Linked DNA regions of Mus musculus: all the other regions are linked to region 3. A link is a contact called in public ChIA-PET and promoter capture Hi-C data. All regions are on one chromosome and are shown on one strand. The core of a region is the stretch at or near the end of the contact, and the rest is flanking DNA. Distances in the headings are between cores, read along the strand shown. Region 1 holds the start of Cyp1a2 (cytochrome P450, family 1, subfamily a, polypeptide 2). Region 2 holds the start of Edc3 (enhancer of mRNA decapping 3). Region 3 holds the start of Csk (c-src tyrosine kinase).

Region 1 (2,786 bases), core at 222-2,721, 38 kb before region 3:
ATGTACATTAGTGTTTGGGTTTTTTTTGATTTTGTTTGTTTGGTTGTTGTTTGGTTGTTGTTGTTCTTTTCAAGACAGAGTTTCTCTGTGTAGCCCTGGCTGTCCTGGAACTCACTCTGTAGACCAGGCTGGCCTTGAACTCAGAAATCTGCCTGCCTCTGCCTCCCAAGCGCTGGGTGTTTTGACTGCACATATGTCTGTGTGAGGGTGTCAGGTCCCCTGGAACGGGAATTACAGACCATTGTGAGTTGGCATGTGGGTGGTGGGAATTGAACCCTCTGGAATAGCAGTCAGTGCTCTTTACCTCTCTCTCCGGCCCCCATGAGTTGTCTTTGTTGTCTTTTAATTCCTTACCATCTTCCACAGGAGGGAGAGTGCAGAGAGAGCCTCCCTTTAGAATACAAAATTCTAAAGAAAATAAAAGTTGGGAGAGGAGTTAAGACCTAATTCAGTGGTAGAGTCCTCACCAAGTATGTTTGTGGATGTAGGTTCAGGTATGCGCTCGCGCGCGTGCGCGCACGCGCGCACACACACACACACACACACACACACATGGGTGTGGGGTGTGATGAGGTAGCTACAACATACATGTCATGGTTAATCTCCAGTGTCATCTTGATGGGATTTAGGATCACCTAGAAGGTGGTCCTCAGGGCATACCTTTCCTGAAAGGTAACTAAGGAGGGAAAGCCCAGCCTGAGTGTGGGCTATACCATACCTAGGCTGCAGTCCCTGGTTAATAACAACAACAAAAGACTCTAGAACTAGCAGTCCTCTCTCTCTCTCTCTCTCTCTCTCTGTGTGTGTGTGTGTGTGTGTGTGTGTGTGTGTGTGTGTGTCTTTCCTGACTGCAGATGCCATGTGACCAGCCACTTCACATTCCTGCTGTTGCAACTCCTCTGCCACAATGGACTATACCCCAAAAGCATGAGCCAAAATAGTTCTTCCTTCCTCCCTCCCTTTCTTCCTCCCTTCTTCCTCCCTTCCTTCCTTCCTCCTTCCCTCCCTTCCTTCCTTCCCTTCCTTTTGTCAGGTAGATTGTTAATTCCAGAAAAGTCACGAGTACAATGCACCTCCCTATCTGCCTCCGTGGAGAGCATGAGCTGCCCTGGTTGGCCTGGGGGCTAGGCCCGTCCATTCTCATGGGTGGAGAAGAGGTTATATCTGTTCATCCACCTAATTTTTACACCCTGAACCCTGCCCTGTCTTTGAAAGAAGTGTATTCTTTCAAAGACATATACCTTGGCCCCTAAAATGTCATACTTTTTTATCTCCATGAATATTTATCTCCATGGACCCCAAGCCACTTCTGACCCCAAGTGAAAGGTGGAACTGAGGAGCCATGGCTTGAAGCCAAGAATTGATCCTTTCAGCTTTGTGCAGCATCCAGCTATGATATCAAGTGACCCGGGCACCTGGGCCAGTCCAGAGTGGGTGGTGTTATAAAAGGCCCCTCGTCGGAACCCAGAAGTCCTGGACTGACTCCCACAACTCTGCCAGTCTCCAGCCCCTGCCCTTCAGGTACGTCTGTGTGTCTTTCCAGATCATGAGACCTGCTGCTATTTCCTAAATGCTATTATGATGGAGAAACGGGGACCCTGTGGGAAGTGAAGGAAATCTGAGAGGTCTAAGGTTTTGCTTCTTAATTCTCAGCCCTGGACCTTTGCACCTCCGTGTGTGTGTTTATATGTATGTGTGTGTGTGTGTGTATCTCTGTCTGTCTTTCTGTCTTTCTGTCTGTCTGTCTGAACACCACAGCTTATGTGTGGAGCTCAGAGACAACTTTCAGGAATCAGTTCTTTCTTTCCACCACATCAATTCCAGGGATCAAACTCAAGTCATCAGGCTTTCAGCAAGTGCTTTTACCACTGAGCCATCTCACTAGCCCATTACCTTTAATTAAACAGTTTCAACCAGGCTTTTTCTGAGGACAGTTGCCTGGAGTAAAGAGGTAGGGAAAGAATTCCCACCTGGCATTGGACAGCCCCAGACCTAACTGTAGCCCACTTCAGCCTCTAAGCATGGAAGTAAATGAAGACTCACTTTTGGAGGAGGAATCTCTGCTGGGTGTTGTTAGAGTGTTATAGAGAAAGGAGGATATCACAGGTCATTGATATCATCCCAGGAACAGTGGCTTTCTGTCGCTTGGGCAAGGAGGCATCTTCTGTTCCTTGGGTATGTGGAGGGTACCACCAATGTGTTGGACCCTCTGGCAGAAAGTGGTACAAACACTCTGTTACTGTGGCTGTTGAGGAGCTGCTTTTAGCATCATGGTTTTGGAGTGGTCACTTGCATCCATGCCAGTCTGAGAATTGGAAACGAGAGAGGTAGACAAAACAGCCTGGGATGGAAATCAAGACACTAAAGTTGTAAATGCAAGGCTCCTTCCCAGCCCTTGGCTTTTGGGATGGGGTAAGGGCAAATCCCTGAAAGAACAAGACACAGGACAGGTATATTCACGTTTCTGATGTGTGGCTGAAAGCCAAGCACAGGATGTATGTCAGCACCTACTGAATGAGTGAATGAAAGGATAAACGGAAGGCTCAGAATCCATCCCCAACCACTCCATCTTTCCATTTCCCCTGCAGTGGTACAGATGGCGTTCTCCCAGTACATCTCCTTAGCCCCAGAGCTGCTACTGGCCACTGCCATCTTCTGTTTAGTGTTCTGGATGGTCAGAGCCTCAAGGACCCAGGTTCCCAAAGGCCTGAAGAATCCACCCGGACCCTGGGGCTTGCCCTTCATTGGGCACATGCTGACTGTGGGGAAGAACCCACACCTGTCAC
Region 2 (3,083 bases), core at 295-2,794, 63 kb before region 3:
CCTTTAATCAACAGAACAACTGTGAAATCCAGCTGTTGCATGTGGGAGAAGTTAATTACTGTGTCTGTACTGTATTGTTTAAGCATCAATGAATTTAGCCAGTCTACTACTATAAACATTGGAATTATTTCAAGTTCTGAGTTCCATTTTAAGTAGCATTTTATATGGGTTCTTGTTAATATTACACAGAAAAATCTGAGATGAAACTGCATTTGCCTTTATTAGAAACTGTCAGTCAGGTGTGTTGTGTACATCTATAATCTCAGAAGTCCAGAGGCTAAAGCAGGAGCATTACTCGGTAATAGGGGACCCAAGTGGCCAAATGTCTCAGTAACATCAAAACCAGTAATCCTGGTAGTCAAAGAGTGAAGGCCTTTAATCCCAGCACTCTGGAGGCAGAGGCAGGAGGATCGTTGTGAGTTCCGGGCCAGTTTGACCTACACAGACAATTCTACAGGTTCTCACTATGTAGCTCTAACCTAGAACTATATACTGAGTGCCTGTCACCAAAAAAAGGTCATTCTTTGCAACTACTTTTACTTCAGAGAAACCAAAAACTAAGAATTTTGTGCCCAAACAAAACAGATACATCATTCTCTTTAAAAAAACAAAAATCAAAAAACAAAAAACTGGGTTCCACCTGAGGGTTCCAGATGAGCCACGAATAACTCGGGGATAGTCATTTTGATTGTGGAAAGATTAAGGGTCCTTTTAACTCTGCAACGGGGAGACTGAAAATCAACTAAAGTTGATGAAGACTATTCCTCCAACACACCCCAACACTTAAAACCACAGATCAAGTATTACTAATATCTGCAGTCACAACACAGAAAGGATAACTGCGGCAGTGCATCGAGGGCAGCTAAGTGTGCGTGCGCTCTGGCAGGGCATCACTATCTCTAGTCCCACACCCCAGTCCTTCACAAGTTACACAAGTTCTCATCTACTATGAGGCACTCGCACGACTGGCTATTAACCTCACTGGTCAAAGAAAATGAAGGCAAAGAGCAATGGCTCTTTGAGAAGTCACAGTGGCAACCAAAGCGGGCTTGAGACAGACCAAGCCGTTATTGCCTCCAATCCGAATCCTTGGGCTATACCTAACCCAGTGAGTACCCCACACGCCCGCACGCGCGCACCCCCACAATTTCTGCGCGGGCGCGCGCGCGCACACACAAGGTTCTTGAGCGCGCACGCATATACACACACACACACACACACACACACACACCCGCGCACACACACACACACACCCGCGCGCGCACACACACACACACACACCCGCAGCTCCTGTCCGCCAATATAAAGATCTACAAGGCCGGGAAGCCTGCAGCCTAACAAGCAAACCGAGCTGACCACCCGGAAGCGCCAGCCAACGGGCACCCGCGAACACGCAGCCTTCCTCGTGCTCACCTCCCCGCCGCCTGCCCCCGCCTGCGCTGCACAGCACACCAAGACGACCTCGCTCGCCAAAACCCCACCGAGGGGCTTCACGCCCACCGCCACAGACACAGAAGCAGCCGCCACCTCCGCCGGAAACGCCCCCGCGTCTCGGCCTACCCGGAGTGATGTCACTTCCGTTGACACAGGGCGGAGCCAAGGGGCGGGGCTCCCGGGAAATTTGAGAGCTTGGGGTAATGTTAAGGGTTGATGGACAAGGCAGCTAAGATGTTTTCTGTGTGTGAAATCTGAGTGGAGTAAGAAAGAGAATGGGAGGAAGGAACTATGCTGGCTAGTTTGTCAAATTGACACAAGCTAAAGTTATCTGAAAGGAGGGAACCTCAAATGAGAAAATGGCTCTATAAGATCTGGCTGTAAGTAAGCCTATGCAATATTTCTCTTAATTTGTGACTGAGTGGGGAGGGCCTAGGCTATTGTAACTGGGGCCCTCCCTGAGCTGGTAGTCCTGGGCTTTTTTTCCTGAGAAAAAAGGCTGTGCAAGCATGGGGAGCAAGCCAGTAACCCACACTCTTCAGTGGCCTCTGTACCAGCTCCTGACTCCAAGAACCTTTCTTGATGAATAGTGATATGGAAGTGTAGCTGAATAAACCCTTTCCTTCCCAAATTGATTGTGGTCATGGAGTTTCATCTCAGCAATAGAAATCCAAACTAAGATAAATTGGTACCAGGAGTGGGGTATTGTGAACAGACCAGATCATGTTTCGGAAGGACTTTGGAATTTTAGGCTAGAAAAGCCATGAGAGCTCAGTGAGCTGTTCTGTAGGAGACTGGAAGTTAAGAATGTTGAGAGCACTGCAGATTGCCTGGCTTGTGAAGTTTCGGAGGAAAATTTAAAGACTATTGGGGCCATTTGTTATTTTGAATTAAGATTCTGTGGTTCCAGCCGGGCGTGGTGGTGCACGCCTTTAATCCCAGCACTCGGGAGGCAGAGGCAGGCGGATTTCTGAGTTCGAGGCCAGCCTGGTCTACAAAGTGAGCTCCAGGGCAGCCAGGGCTACACAGAGAAACCCTGTCTCGAAAAACCAAAAAAAAAAAAAAAAAAAAAAAAAAAGATTCTGTGGTTCTGGCTAGGTGGGGCTGGAGAAATGGTTGCGCTTAACAAGAACTACATAGTGAAACTTTTGCCTTGCTGAGATACTCAATACTGTTTGACTAGAGGTGAGAAATTAGTGGTGCTTACGAAAAGAAAAACATTGTTGAGGTGAAATCTCTTTCATTTTTTCTTCTTGGTTTTTCAAGAGAAGGTTTCTCTATGTAGCTCTGGAACTTGCTCTGTAAATCAGGATGGCCTCTGCCTCCCAAGTGCTGGGATTAAAGGCATGCATGCACCACCACTGAGCATGGTTAAATCTTATGGGGAGTATTTCTGAGCACACCAAGAAAGAAAGAGAGAGGGTGAGGAAGGAGGGAGGGAGGAGAAAGAAAATAAGAGAAAAGAGAAGCTGGAGAGATGGCTCAGAAGTTAAAAGCATTTCCCACAACTGTCCATAACTCCAGTTCTAAGGGATCTAACACTCTCTTTTGACCACTGAGAGGACCAGCATGCTTATGGTGTACATACATACATGCAGGCAAAACATTCAATACACATAAAATAAATCCAAAAACAAAGTTAGAAATGT
Region 3 (2,831 bases), core at 88-2,587:
TCACCACGTGCCACTTGCGCACCGAGCACTTCAAACCTATTAACTCATTTCCTCTCCACAAAACCTTACAAAGTTGGTGGTACCGCTCTTGCTCACTTTACCAAACCACAGTGGAAAAGGACAGACAGAGATTAGCTAACTGGTCCGACGTTGTTACACAGCCAGTGACAACTTCCCTATTGCATCTCAGCTGAAAATAAAGCCCGGAAGAGTTCCAAGAAGCTCTGTGGTTCTTTGGCCCTGTAGCTTGCAGGACTGACCGCATCTCTTTCTGCTTTCCCCTACACACGAAGTAAGTCAGGTCTCCCTGCTGTGTTCCCAGATCTAGAAAATCAACCCATGTTCCCTTCTTTCCTGTTTCTTGTGGACCTTGTACCTTTTTTTTTTTTTTCATTGTTTATCAATTTGTTCTTTGTGACAATATTTTTGCAACAACCCCTCATGAGAATTTGGCAGATATAGAGGTTTTAAGAAGTGGACTCCGGCCGGGTAGTGGTGATGCACACTCTTTTTGTTTGTTTGTTTTATGTTTTGTTTTGTTTTTCGAGACAGGGTTTCTCTGTGTAGCCCTGGCTGTCCTGGAACTCACTTTGTAGACCAGGCTGGCCTCAAATTCAGAAATCCACCTGCCTCTGCCTCCTGAGTGCTGGGATTAAAGGCGTGGGCCACCACCGCCCGGAAATGCACTCTTTAATTCTAGCACTTGGGAGGAAGAAGCAGGCAGATCTTTATGAGTTCGAGGCCAGCCTGGTCTACAGAGCAAGTTCCAGAGCTACATAGTGAGACCCTGTCTCAGAAAAACAAAAGATAACAAAAAAACTACAAAGGAGGAGAAGGAAGAAGAGGAAGAGAAGGAAGAAGAGGAGGAGGAGAGAGGAGAAAGGAGGTGGAGGAGAAGGAAGGAGAAGGACGGTGGTAGACTACAGAGCAGGGGCTGTGTAAATGCATGCTTACTGTCCCAGAAGAGTCTAGGCCTAGCCTCCACTATAGAAAGAAAACTTCGCTGGGGGGGGGGGGGGGGGGAAGAGGAGGAGAAGGAGGAGGAGGAAGCAGAGACGGTGGTAGACTACAGAGCAGGGGCCGTGTAAATGCATGCTTACTGTCCCAGAAGAGTCTAGGCCTAACCTCCACTCTAGCAAGGAAGCTTCGCCTAGAGGAAGCTGAGAGGTTGGCTCTAGCATGCTGGTGGCCCTCTGAAAGGACCTTCGGGAGCCTTCGCGAAGGCCAGCAAGTGGGGGCAGGGCGTAGACGCGGACACACCCCCCGCATTTCCTCCAAGGTCCAGCAGAGGGCGCCGACCCACGCCCCGCTGCTCGCCCGGCAGGCCCCCTCGCGCAGGCGCGCCGCAGCGGGCGGAGGATCCGGGCCGCGCTTCCTCTCACCAGGCCTGCGAGCTTCCTCCCATCGGAGCCCGGGCGAGCTGAGGTTGGCCGCCGCCGCTGAGCCTGCTGCCTTCCTTGCGCTTCCGCGCCACCCTGCGCCCTGCCCCGGGGAATCCCACCGGGGTGGGGTCCGAGCAGGGCCAACCCGGGCCGCGCCGCCGTCGGGGCCGTCCCCGGGCCAGCCGTCCCTCCCGCCTGGCCAGCCTCTGGCCGCCCAGCCTCCGGGGTGTGGGGCTTAGGCAAGCCCTGCGAGCGGCGATCGAACGCCCGGGGCGGCCCCCCGGCGGCGGCGCGACGTCCCCAAACCGAACCTCCGTGGCCGCGTTCGGAAGCGGAACTCTGCCGGGGCCGCGCCGGCTACATTGTTTCCTCCCCCCCGGACTCCCTCCCGCCCCCTTCCCCCGCCTTTCTTCCCTCCCCGCCTGGGGCTGCGCGGCAGTCCCCCTGCCTGTCTGGCTCCCCTTCCCTCTCTTTTCGCATCCATACACCTCTTTGTACCGCACCCCCTGGGGACCCCTGTGCCCCTCCCCTCCCCCTTGGCCGCATGGACTGTCCTGCAGGCCACTGATGCCGCCCTCGGTGAGGAGGCCTGGACCGCAGTGCCCCCAGAGAGGTGAGTGCTGGGCAGCCCCAAAGGAGGTGGGTGTCCTAATGCCCCCTAGAAGGGAGGAGGTCGCTCGTCCCGCCTCTGTAGCCACCACCGCCGCGCCCACACCCATCCCCCCAACCCCCCACCTCCCAAACGGGTTCGAATTCTCCCGGGAATCACTGTCAGAACACTACTGGGAATGAGCCACAAGGGAGGTAGTACTACCCAGCACCACGAGAGAATTGGCTTAGGTCTGCAGAGTCCTACCTTCCCACCCCCCAACTCCCGTGAGGAGAGCAGAGTGGGAAGTGGCTGGACCCCGGAGGAAGAGAAGTGGTATGGGCCGGACTCCCGGGCGTTTGCCCTTTCCCGTTCAGGGCTTCCCTGAAGGTATCCTGGCTTGTCTGGTTCTGAACTCTACTTCAGTCGTTGCACAGAGGTTCTATTGGCTCCAAGCAGCCCAGGGCCATGCCACCTCCCTTTGTGCCTGATAGAAGGCCGGGTCCTTGAACTAAGCCTGTCACCCTTGACCTGCCAGAGGATCAGGCTTAAAGCAAGGGACCTCTGACCCTTGGGTGGAGAAACTGGGCAGGGCTTCCAGTCTGCGTAGAGGTGACACTGGGCATTGGTACTGTACCCCGTTCCCCCCACCCCCACCCCCAGCATCCTCATCAGTCTATTTTCCCAGGCTTCTCAGGACCCAGACCAGTTATTTGGAAGGGGTGTGTCCAGTCACTGGATCTTTGGAGCTTAAGTAGGAGTTTTTTTTTTTTTTTTTTGATCATTTTGTATAGCAGGGAACTGAGGCCCAAGGGGCAGGTCATATTCCAGGCTCCTGATGGAGGGAGGCTAGCTGTCTC

What was found. ChIA-PET counts read pairs in DNA pulled down with a chosen protein or histone mark. Capture Hi-C pulls out chosen DNA fragments and counts their contacts.
Region 1: a contact with region 3 is called in a promoter capture Hi-C map of liver. The contact joins the promoter of Cyp1a2 here to the promoter of Csk in region 3. A contact is called at or near these places in 2 of 39 promoter capture datasets (cranial neural crest and liver), 2 of 15 datasets of contacts at CTCF or cohesin (CD8 T cells and embryonic stem cells), 2 of 484 Hi-C or Micro-C datasets (CD4 T cells and regulatory T cells), 4 of 115 datasets of contacts at active chromatin or transcription factors (the HPC-7 cell line, embryonic stem cells and large pre-B cells) and 3 of 9 other capture datasets (adipose tissue, liver and pancreatic islet).
Region 2: an RNA polymerase II ChIA-PET map of memory CD8 T cells shows a contact between it and region 3, with 5,173 read pairs. The contact joins the promoter of Edc3 here to the promoter of Csk in region 3. A contact is called at or near these places in 4 of 39 promoter capture datasets (embryonic stem cells, erythroid cells, hippocampal neurons and 1 more), 2 of 15 datasets of contacts at CTCF or cohesin (CD8 T cells and embryonic stem cells), 4 of 484 Hi-C or Micro-C datasets (CD4 T cells, Th1 cells, neutrophils and 1 more), 12 of 115 datasets of contacts at active chromatin or transcription factors (CD8 T cells, the HPC-7 cell line, the SCID.adh cell line and 8 more) and 3 of 9 other capture datasets (adipose tissue, liver and pancreatic islet).

What each region holds. Positions count from the first base shown.
Region 1 is chr9:57,682,340-57,685,125 of GRCm38.p6, reverse strand. Cyp1a2 (cytochrome P450, family 1, subfamily a, polypeptide 2) reads left to right here and starts at 1,471. Exons shown (of 7, transcript NM_009993.3): 1 at 1,471-1,521; 2 at 2,589-2,786. The coding sequence starts at 2,597.
Region 2 is chr9:57,707,030-57,710,112 of GRCm38.p6, reverse strand. It overlaps Edc3 (enhancer of mRNA decapping 3), which reads right to left and starts at 1,544. Exons shown (of 7, transcript NM_153799.3): 1 at 1,414-1,544.
Region 3 is chr9:57,644,159-57,646,989 of GRCm38.p6, reverse strand. It overlaps Csk (c-src tyrosine kinase), which reads left to right and starts at 1,337. Exons shown (of 13, transcript NM_007783.3): 1 at 1,337-1,995.